Linked DNA regions of Arachis hypogaea: region 1 is linked to region 2. A link is a contact called in public Hi-C data. All regions are on one chromosome and are shown on one strand. The core of a region is the stretch at or near the end of the contact, and the rest is flanking DNA. Distances in the headings are between cores, read along the strand shown.

Evidence for each region. A called contact is a pair of places that touch in the nucleus more often than the background predicts.
Region 1: a Hi-C map of leaf shows a contact between it and region 2, with 2.4 times the contacts expected there. The contact joins the promoter of LOC112785141 here to the promoter of LOC140183175 in region 2. A contact is called at or near these places in 3 of 8 Hi-C or Micro-C datasets (leaf and an unstated tissue).

The regions. Positions count from the first base shown.
Region 1 is chr20:117,620,724-117,625,214 of arahy.Tifrunner.gnm2.J5K5, forward strand. LOC112785141 (protein POLAR LOCALIZATION DURING ASYMMETRIC DIVISION AND REDISTRIBUTION) reads left to right here and starts at 1,539. Exons shown (of 3, transcript XM_025828583.3): 1 at 1,539-3,780. The coding sequence starts at 3,441.
Region 2 is chr20:117,434,526-117,438,868 of arahy.Tifrunner.gnm2.J5K5, forward strand. LOC140183175 (MACPF domain-containing protein NSL1-like) reads left to right here and starts at 2,205. Exons shown (of 5, transcript XM_072231197.1): 1 at 2,205-2,373; 2 at 3,121-3,267; 3 at 3,460-3,464; 4 at 3,577-3,765; 5 at 3,891-4,190. The coding sequence starts at 2,205. The coding sequence ends at 4,133.

The DNA of each region.
Region 1 (4,491 bases), core at 289-2,788, 190 kb after region 2:
TTTTTTTTACTACAATTTTCTGAGTGATTTTTTTCATCTACAAAATACTTAATTTGCATTTCTCACTGGTAGGCACAAGATTGATTGCATTCTGTTCGGAGAGTGAATTTAGCCTTTTTAGACCATAATACAACTAATGATAGTTCTAGATATTTATCTTGGACTCCAATATGATTTATGTGTAGCTAGCTGAAAATTTGAATATGAACCTCCTTAGGGATGTTATTGCTAAAAAACACTGTAGATTTATTTAAATTTTCTATATGTCCATTGAAATTCCTGTAGTTTTTTAATAGAGAAAGGATATTATCACAACTATCTCCTTTTACCTTAAAAATAGGATATAATTGTCTGTGAATAATAGATGATTGACTGAGGGGCACTTTCTATTAACCTATATTTCATGAATCAGTGTGTTTTGTTCTGTCTTATGAAGTAAGAAAAAAAGTCTTTATGCACAGAATAAAAATAGGTATGGAAATAGAGGACAACCTTGATTGATACTTCTATTTGGTTTGAAAAAAAAAAATCAAATCGTTGTCCATCCATATTGACAAAATAAGAAACAGTGGTCATTAATTCTTGAATTCAACCTATCTAAGTTGGTCCAAAACCCAATTTTTTCAACATAAATCATAAAAAATGTCATATCCCTATCATATATCTTACTCATGTCTAGTTTAATTATCATTTCATGTTCCAAAACCCTCTTTTTATTTTTGAGATCGTGCATACATTCATAAGCAATGAGAATATTGTTTGAGATCAACTTACCCTTAATGAAAGCACTTTAAGTATTACTTACCAGTTTATTCATCATGTGCTGGAGTTTGTGAACAAACACCTTGAAGATTATCTTGTATATTACCGTAGAGAAACTTATATGGCACACCTTTATCATATCACTAATATAAGAAATCTTAGGAATAAGACAAATCTAGCTATGGTTGAAGATTTTCAAAATTTTTCTACCTACAAAGAAGCTTCTAACTACCATATACACATCCTCACTAACAATATTCTAATAGAATTAAAAAAATTTAACAGTCATACCACCAATAATATTCTAACTACCATGAACTCTTGCAACCCTTAGTTTTTCTAATTTAAGCTGAATATTATCCATTTTCAGCCTTGAATTAGATCTGGTAGACTGCTGTCACTGGATCAAGCGGTGTCTACATAACTTTAGCTTATGCACTAATTTAAACATCGCTGGTCCGCCAATATTTTGTTGCCAAACCTCATTGATAATTCATCTAACTTCTTCTGATATGCACCATCGTTCCTGAAACTTGAATGTTCTCTTAGTTCCCTCAGTTTTCAATTTTGTATCAAGCAATAGTGGAGCATGATCCAAACCGAGTTCTAAAAGACAAAGTACAACTGTATTGAGAAATCTCTTCAGCCACACCACCCCTATAAACACCATATCCAAAACGATCACGTATAAGTTCAGATTCACCTCTACAATTAGAACACGTCTATGGACTACCCATTGTGTCAATGTTTATAAGATCTCTATCTTCAATAAAATTATTGAAAGTTTCAATTGATGATTGCACGCTGTCATTCCTACCCATATTTTTTTTTTTTTTTGACTTTTGATAGCATTAAAATTTCTAAGTACCACTACTACACCTTGAAATTGCCGAATAACTGAAATATGATAAGTAAATTACAAAAGTTGAGTATGATCATTTATGCTCAAATATATTCCTGCCAGCCCCCATTCTTCATTTGTACCCAAGTCTTTAACTGCTGTTGTAATATAAAATTATTCCAACTTCACAATTTTGACTTCCACATCATCTTTCCATGCCAAAGCCAAACTTCTTGCTACACCACTCGGTTTTACTATGGCCCAATCTTTATAACCATATGACCTTAATTTTTCTTCCATTTTTCGAAATTGATTTTTCGTTTCGCATAAAAAAAATCTTAGGGAGTGGGATCTATTAATCCCTATCAGACTGTGGATTATCAAGGACCTTCTCAAATTCCGACAATTTCACATGAGGACCTCATATCTCTTTGGATGCCATTTGACAGCCGACACCCTCCACTCTCATGTCATCATCACTAGATAGCTCCATACACATCTTTTTGATATTATCATTATTCTCTTTTAATTTCTTCCAATTTGCATCTTCTCTCCAATAATCATCTTTCCAATAATTTCTCCTTAATGGACCTCTTGTTAATTATTCTTAGACAAAGTCATATTTTCCAACAAAATTAAGGAACTCGAGTTTGTGATACCATTCCAAACTACTTTAGAAATTTCAAAAATTTAGTTTGTATTTGTTCTCCATGCTTCTCTTTGGCTGTCTTTTAACATGATCATTCGTTTCTTTTATAGTTAGACTTGAAAATTCTTCCAATAACTAAACTGGTGGTAGTTTTTTCATTGACTGAGGTGTCTTATTATTTCGAGACTTTTTTGTCGTCTCTCCATCTTCCCTAACTTTCACTCTTCTCTTAACATGATCCGCCTTTACCTATTTTCCAAATTTATTTTGATGCAAATGATCCGAGATAGAATTCTGCATCAACCTTTGACAATCTTTAGCAACGTGGCCTAGATGAGCACAGTATGTACAAAAAGCTTTAAGTCTCTCATATCGCAACTCCACTTTCATCGTTTTTTTTTTTTTATCAAAATTATTTATATCTTTAAATATCATCATAGATATTTATATTTATCTATCTTTGCTATTATTCTTAGGTAAAAATGAGAAAGAGAAAAGTCATTCTATAAAAAAATTAAAATATTAATTAAAGGTGACTAGAAAAAATTAATTTATATACTTGCTCATATTTCCTATTGTAATTAAAAAAAAAAGAACGAATGACAATACATTTAATACATCAAATTTAAAGTCAGAGTCTATTGTGAACTAATAACTAAAAAAAGAAAATCATTATTGGTTTTGTGTAATGAATATAATACATCATACCAAATAGGGAATTTCATTATAATTTAAATTTTATATTCAACTAGAGCGTATTTGTTTTCTTTTTTGCATAATTTGCTTGGAGTAGCTCCGTGCAGTAGGTATGACTATGAAGCATGAACTAATCGGACAATTTAAGTTAATTTTTTATTTGTTTGTCTACGGTAACTAATCTGCTAATGAGCTGCTGAACGCATAAGACAAAATTAAAATATTTTGACATTTGTTTAAGCGAATCAGTGAGCTGATCACTTGATGTTCCAAATTGATTGGCAATTTAAGTTACTAGCAGTAGTATATCAGTATTTTAATTTTAATTGACAGTATTTCATTAAACAAATAAATAGAAAGTTAGAAGAAGACGAAGAGACCAATAATTTTTCCCTCCAAAACTCAGAATGTGAAGTTAAGTGAACTATCATCAAGAATTTAATGCCCCACACTTATCACAAGTCACAATAAATCGCAGAACAGTGAGTAACAATGAATCGTAACAATGAGACTCGAAAGAAGAAGAAGAGCCTCTTATTTGAATCCTCAAACCCAAACCTTACTAACTTCCCACGCCGCTTAAGCGTCGCAGATATTCTTCTCACCGGTGACGAAGACGAAAACGACGCTAATTCCATGGCCGGCGTCGGAAAACCTTCGCTGTCTGCCAGATGCTATTCGCCTTGGCGACTTCTTGCTAGGTTGCTTAAGGTGCTGAGGCACACTAAGGGACACACAGCGGCTCTGCGACGGAGGCAGCAGAATGAGACTCCTCACTCCACCGCGACTACGCCGTCGCTGATAAACGTATCAAATGGCAGTAAGGAGTTCGGTGAGAAGCTCTGATTATTTTTTCCCGATTTTTTTTTGTTAAGTTAATTTTGGTAATTTTAACTGTTTTGTAACTTGCTTATGCTTATGCTTCATTCGCATGTGAATAGTGATGTACACAAAATTTTACCTGAATCTTTGATCTGACTGTATTTAATATAGTGGATTGTGACTTCATCTCTTTGCAATTTCTGATTAACCTAAACCTTTGTAATTAGTCTAATGCGATTTCCTAGTTCAAATCTTGAAATTAGCAAACATTTTTGGGAGTATTAGTTTGTTTATTAGCGGGATTAAGATTCACCGTTGTATCTGTTGATCGATCGTTTTTGTTTATATGTTTTTCCCATCCTGGAGGTGATTAGTATGCCATCAAATGCTAAAATACTAAAATATATTTATTTTACAGAAAATCGCTAGCAGTCTTTAACAATTTTGGCTAGCATTAGCGAGCACACAAAAAATTTACTAATTTCTGTGTGCAAACTCTGGTAAATGTATGTAAGTGCAACTGGATTGACTCGTGTTTGCAAGCTCAGATAAATATAAGTGCAAATTATATGCTTCTTGTGTGTAAGGCCTGTAAATGTGGGTGCATAATATTATTCGTTCAAAATAATAATATTTGGTGGCCATGAAGCATTGATGTTTATTTTATTGTTTGGTATAACATGCAAAATTGTTTCACCCGTTCCTTCTCTTTACAATTTCC
Region 2 (4,343 bases), core at 955-3,454:
ATAATTTATTGCCCTAAATAACACCAAATAAATCAAGCCACACTGCATATTTTGATTGAATTGCGTGTTTAAATATATATAACCCCACCACTATAACGTACTTGACCTACGTTGACCTATAAAGATATGAAATTATGCCCTGGCCTATCAGGTAACCTCGAATTCGAAAGGCATTTGCTTTCCATAATATTGATGTTATCGTTATCATGTTAGGTTGCATACGGCATTACCAAACAAGTCAATAACGCAAGTTACCTAACAATGATCTTTTTATATATATATAGAGTATGGATTCATCTTATAAGAATTTGTTTGGGTGAAGTTTTAAAATTTTTTTTTGAATTATATTTTAAAATTTTTTAAAAATAATAAAATTAATTTTATATTTAAATATTTTATATAATTTTTTTTATTTATTAATTATATTTGAGTTACAATAAGATAAAATATTTTTTTATTTATTTATTATGTGAAAAATATTTTTTATTAAAAAAATTATTAAAAAATATAAATTGTAACTTTTTAAAAAAAATATTTTTAATTTTTTTATTATTTTTATTTTTACTATTAAAAATTTGTCAAATATATTAAAAAATAAAAAAATATTTTTTATTAAAAAAAGTTTTTTTTATTGATTTAATGGCGTCCAAACAAACACTAAGAATGAAATTTTTATACGAAAATATGAGAATGTATTTATAATTTGATTAATTTAAATGGTTAAAATTAAATATAGCTAAAAATAGTATACAAACAACGTATTTAATATAGTTATTGATTTCATGAGAGAAAATATATTTAATAGCCATTATATTTATGAATTATTCTCCACATACAAGCGTTTTTGCTATACAAGTCTTATAAGTCCATATACTCAATTACACATAACACGCGCCTCTTTTGGCACGTCTAATCCACGCGCCTCTTAACAGATTTTTCAATCAACGCGTGAATATATAACTTCCTTTTTCGAAAGGATTTTGTTTTCTTTTTCGAATTTCTTCTGCGTTTTCGTGCCTTCTCTCTGCGATCTCTTTCGTGCGTTTCTCTCTGCGTTCCCTTTTGGCGTTTACGTGCGTTCTCTTTGTTTGTTTTCTCGATTTCCATTGTTTCTGAAATCAAGCTCTGAAATCATTTTGAAATCAAGCTCTACTCTGAAATTGTTTTGAAATCAAGCTCTGAAATTCTTTTGAAGATAATGGATGATTTAACTTCAGATTGTCAGCTAAACCAGAGCGAAGTGAATTTTGATCCAATGAAGTCTCTGAGGTGTGGTTTAATTCCAGTTAATATTTTTGTTAGTAGTTTATGATTGTGGAGCTGATTAATGTTGTGAACCTTGCCTATGAAATTTTTTGTTCATTGTTCATTGTTTGAATTGAATGTAATGTACTAGTTCTGATGAATCTTCTGCATTTTATATCAGACTTTCGGGTGTAAATGAGGAATATTTGGGTGTAACCTGAGAAAGTTTGGGTGTATTTACAGGTTCTGACTTTTCAATTGACTGAGGGTGAATTGTCTTATTGTTTTAGTTGAATTGTTTTAGTTTCTGTTTGATGATGACTCATGAATATGAGTTTTGTTATTTTTTATGATGGTTTTATAGTTGTATTTGAAATCTATAGTTTTTGCTTGTTTTAATATTGCGTATTGTGGACTATTTTGGGTGTATTTTGTAGTTCCTCCGTGATGTTGATAAGCAGTTTGTTCCCAAGGTTGGGATGACTTTTAACACCCTTGAAGATGCTGCAAAATTCTACAAGAATTATTCGAAAGTTGTAGGTATTTCTACAAGAGTTCGGAGCATAAATAAGAAGGAAAACGAAATTAAGAATCAATTGATTAAATGTAGCAGAGTGGGGAAATGGAAATAAAAAATATCTCCGACAGAGAAGACAAACCCCTCAGCAGGATTAAATTGTCCCGCAATAATTTATATACACATATTGAAGAACATCGATATTTGGATCATTTCCAAGGTCGTGTTGCATCATTCACATCCTTGCTGTGCAAATCAAGCAGAGATGCTTAAACAATACAGAGAACTAAGCATGTCCGTGCGTCGTACAATAGAGAAGAACGAGGAAGCCGGAATCAGACCAAGCAAAATTTACCAATCATTTGTGACAGTAGCGGAGGGTTACCGCGAGTTAAATTTTATCGAAAAGATGTGAGAAATTACATCACGAGAGAAGTGCGGAATGTCATCAGAACTAGAGGATGCAAAAGAATTTGGGAAATACTTATTAAAACTGAAAGAGAAGAATCAGAATTTCTTTTTCGAGCTCGAACTCGAGGATGATCAGTCGATTAAGCTTGCTTTTTGGGTGGACGCAAGGAGCAGGGCCGCCTGTGAGTATTTCGGAGATGGTATTTCATTCGACACCACCTACAATACAAATAGGTAATATGCTGTTTTGGTTTATGATGTTGAATTAATGTTGTTTTATAAATCTGCACACTACAAGAAAAAAGGCCTATCGGCACACATTTTTCTTGCCACGCTTTTAAAGTGTGGCCAAAAGTGGTCAATGGGCACGCTTTTATGAGGGTGGCAGCTAATTTGTGATTTGGCCACTTTTTTTTGCCACACTTAAAAAGCGTGGCCATAGAGAGAAACAGGCATGCTTTAAAAGCGTGGCTAATTTGTCTTAACCCTGCAAAAGTGTACCGATAAAGTTCACCCCAAAATTTTATTTCCCACATTTTTTTCTAAGTTATCTTTTAACCTAGCTATAGAAGTGATATGATAACAGCTGATACACTTCACTGTTATTCCCAAATTCACTTTTAACCTAGAAGCAAGCTGCCGTCACACCCAGGAAGCTGCCGTTGCACCAAGTCGATCGCCATGACCCTCACACCCAGCATGCTCGCCTTCATGTTCATCTAACCCTCACACCCAGCCCTTTATCTAACCCTCACACCCAACCCACTCTCTGTCGCACCCAAACCCTAAATCACTTTCTCATTCACCACTCTCATCACTACTCCGTGATTAACTGTGCCTGGAGCTCCGCCGTCTTTATTTCACCGCGCCTCGAGCTCTGCAGTGCACGATTCACTGCGTCTCAAGCTCTGTTGTCTCTCCGTCTTGAGCATCACCTCCTTCGTCAGACCAGGGTCGCAGCCGAGCTGCCATCCCCTTCTCTATCGCTCCTAGGCATCGGCATGCCCTCCTACTCCCTCAGTGGTCTCTGTCTCGCAAACCCTCGTTGGATTCGGAATCCTCTGTCTTTGTCTCAATCGGCACCGTAAGCACTGGTAAGTCTTTCTTCCCTGATTCTCTGTGTCTCTATTTTGGACTAATTAACAGAAAGAGAAATCTTTCCCCAATTAGGCACTCCTGCCTAAAGTTCTTGGAAGTAGCAGAAGATAATTCGCTGAAAGTGAACGTTTGTGCAGCAATGTTATTGCTCCCTGTGTCTTTGTTTCCATCTTTGTTTAATATTTTAGGTTTTGTTTGTTGGCCTCCCTTTGACTTGTTCTGATAATTATTATTTAGTTAGTTAAATCCATGTTAAATTTGTAGATGAATCTTAAACTTATGTTACATTGGCATGTATTTTTTAGATGAATTTTGCAAAGGGAGTTGGAGGCGGTGGGAAGAGGTTGGTGGTGCTTGATGAAATGTACAAGAGGGATATTTTGATCCCTACAGCTGGTGGAGCCTCCATCACCATTAGAGGGGTCTCTGAGGACATTCGTTGTGATAAAGGGGATAGAATAAGGTTCAAATCCGATGTGCTTGAGTTCAACCAGGTCCTCCTTTTTCTCTATATCTTCTTCTCTGTTTCATTTGTAAGATGCCAATTAGTTAGAAAGCTTTGTTATATCACTATGTTTGGGTTTTAAGATCTTTATCTGAATCTTTTTTAAACTTTCAGATGTCTGAGTTGTTAAATCAGAAATCGGCAGTGCAAGGGAAAATACCTTCTGGCTATTTCAATGCTCTTTTTGATTTAAGTGGTAACTGGTTGAGGGATGCTGCTGACATCAAGTATCTTGCTATTGATGGTTATTTCATTTCGCTTGACTATTTACATCTAACAGCTTCTCCACTTGTGCTGCAAGAGGAAGTTAAGAAGTCTGTTCCTGCTCAATGGGACCTGGCGACATTGGCTAGGTAAACACCACGCCCCTACTATGTTTAGTAAGTAGAGTGGCGAATTCACTAAATTAATCTTTGTATTCCTGGTGTAAATATTGAGTGTCTTGAATTCAATTCGTTGTTGGTTGTTATACATTCATCATTTTGGCGATCCTACAAAATTTAGCCTAGTTGTTGTCTTATTGATGAACCGAACAGACTAATGAAAGAGTTTCGACATTGATAGCAC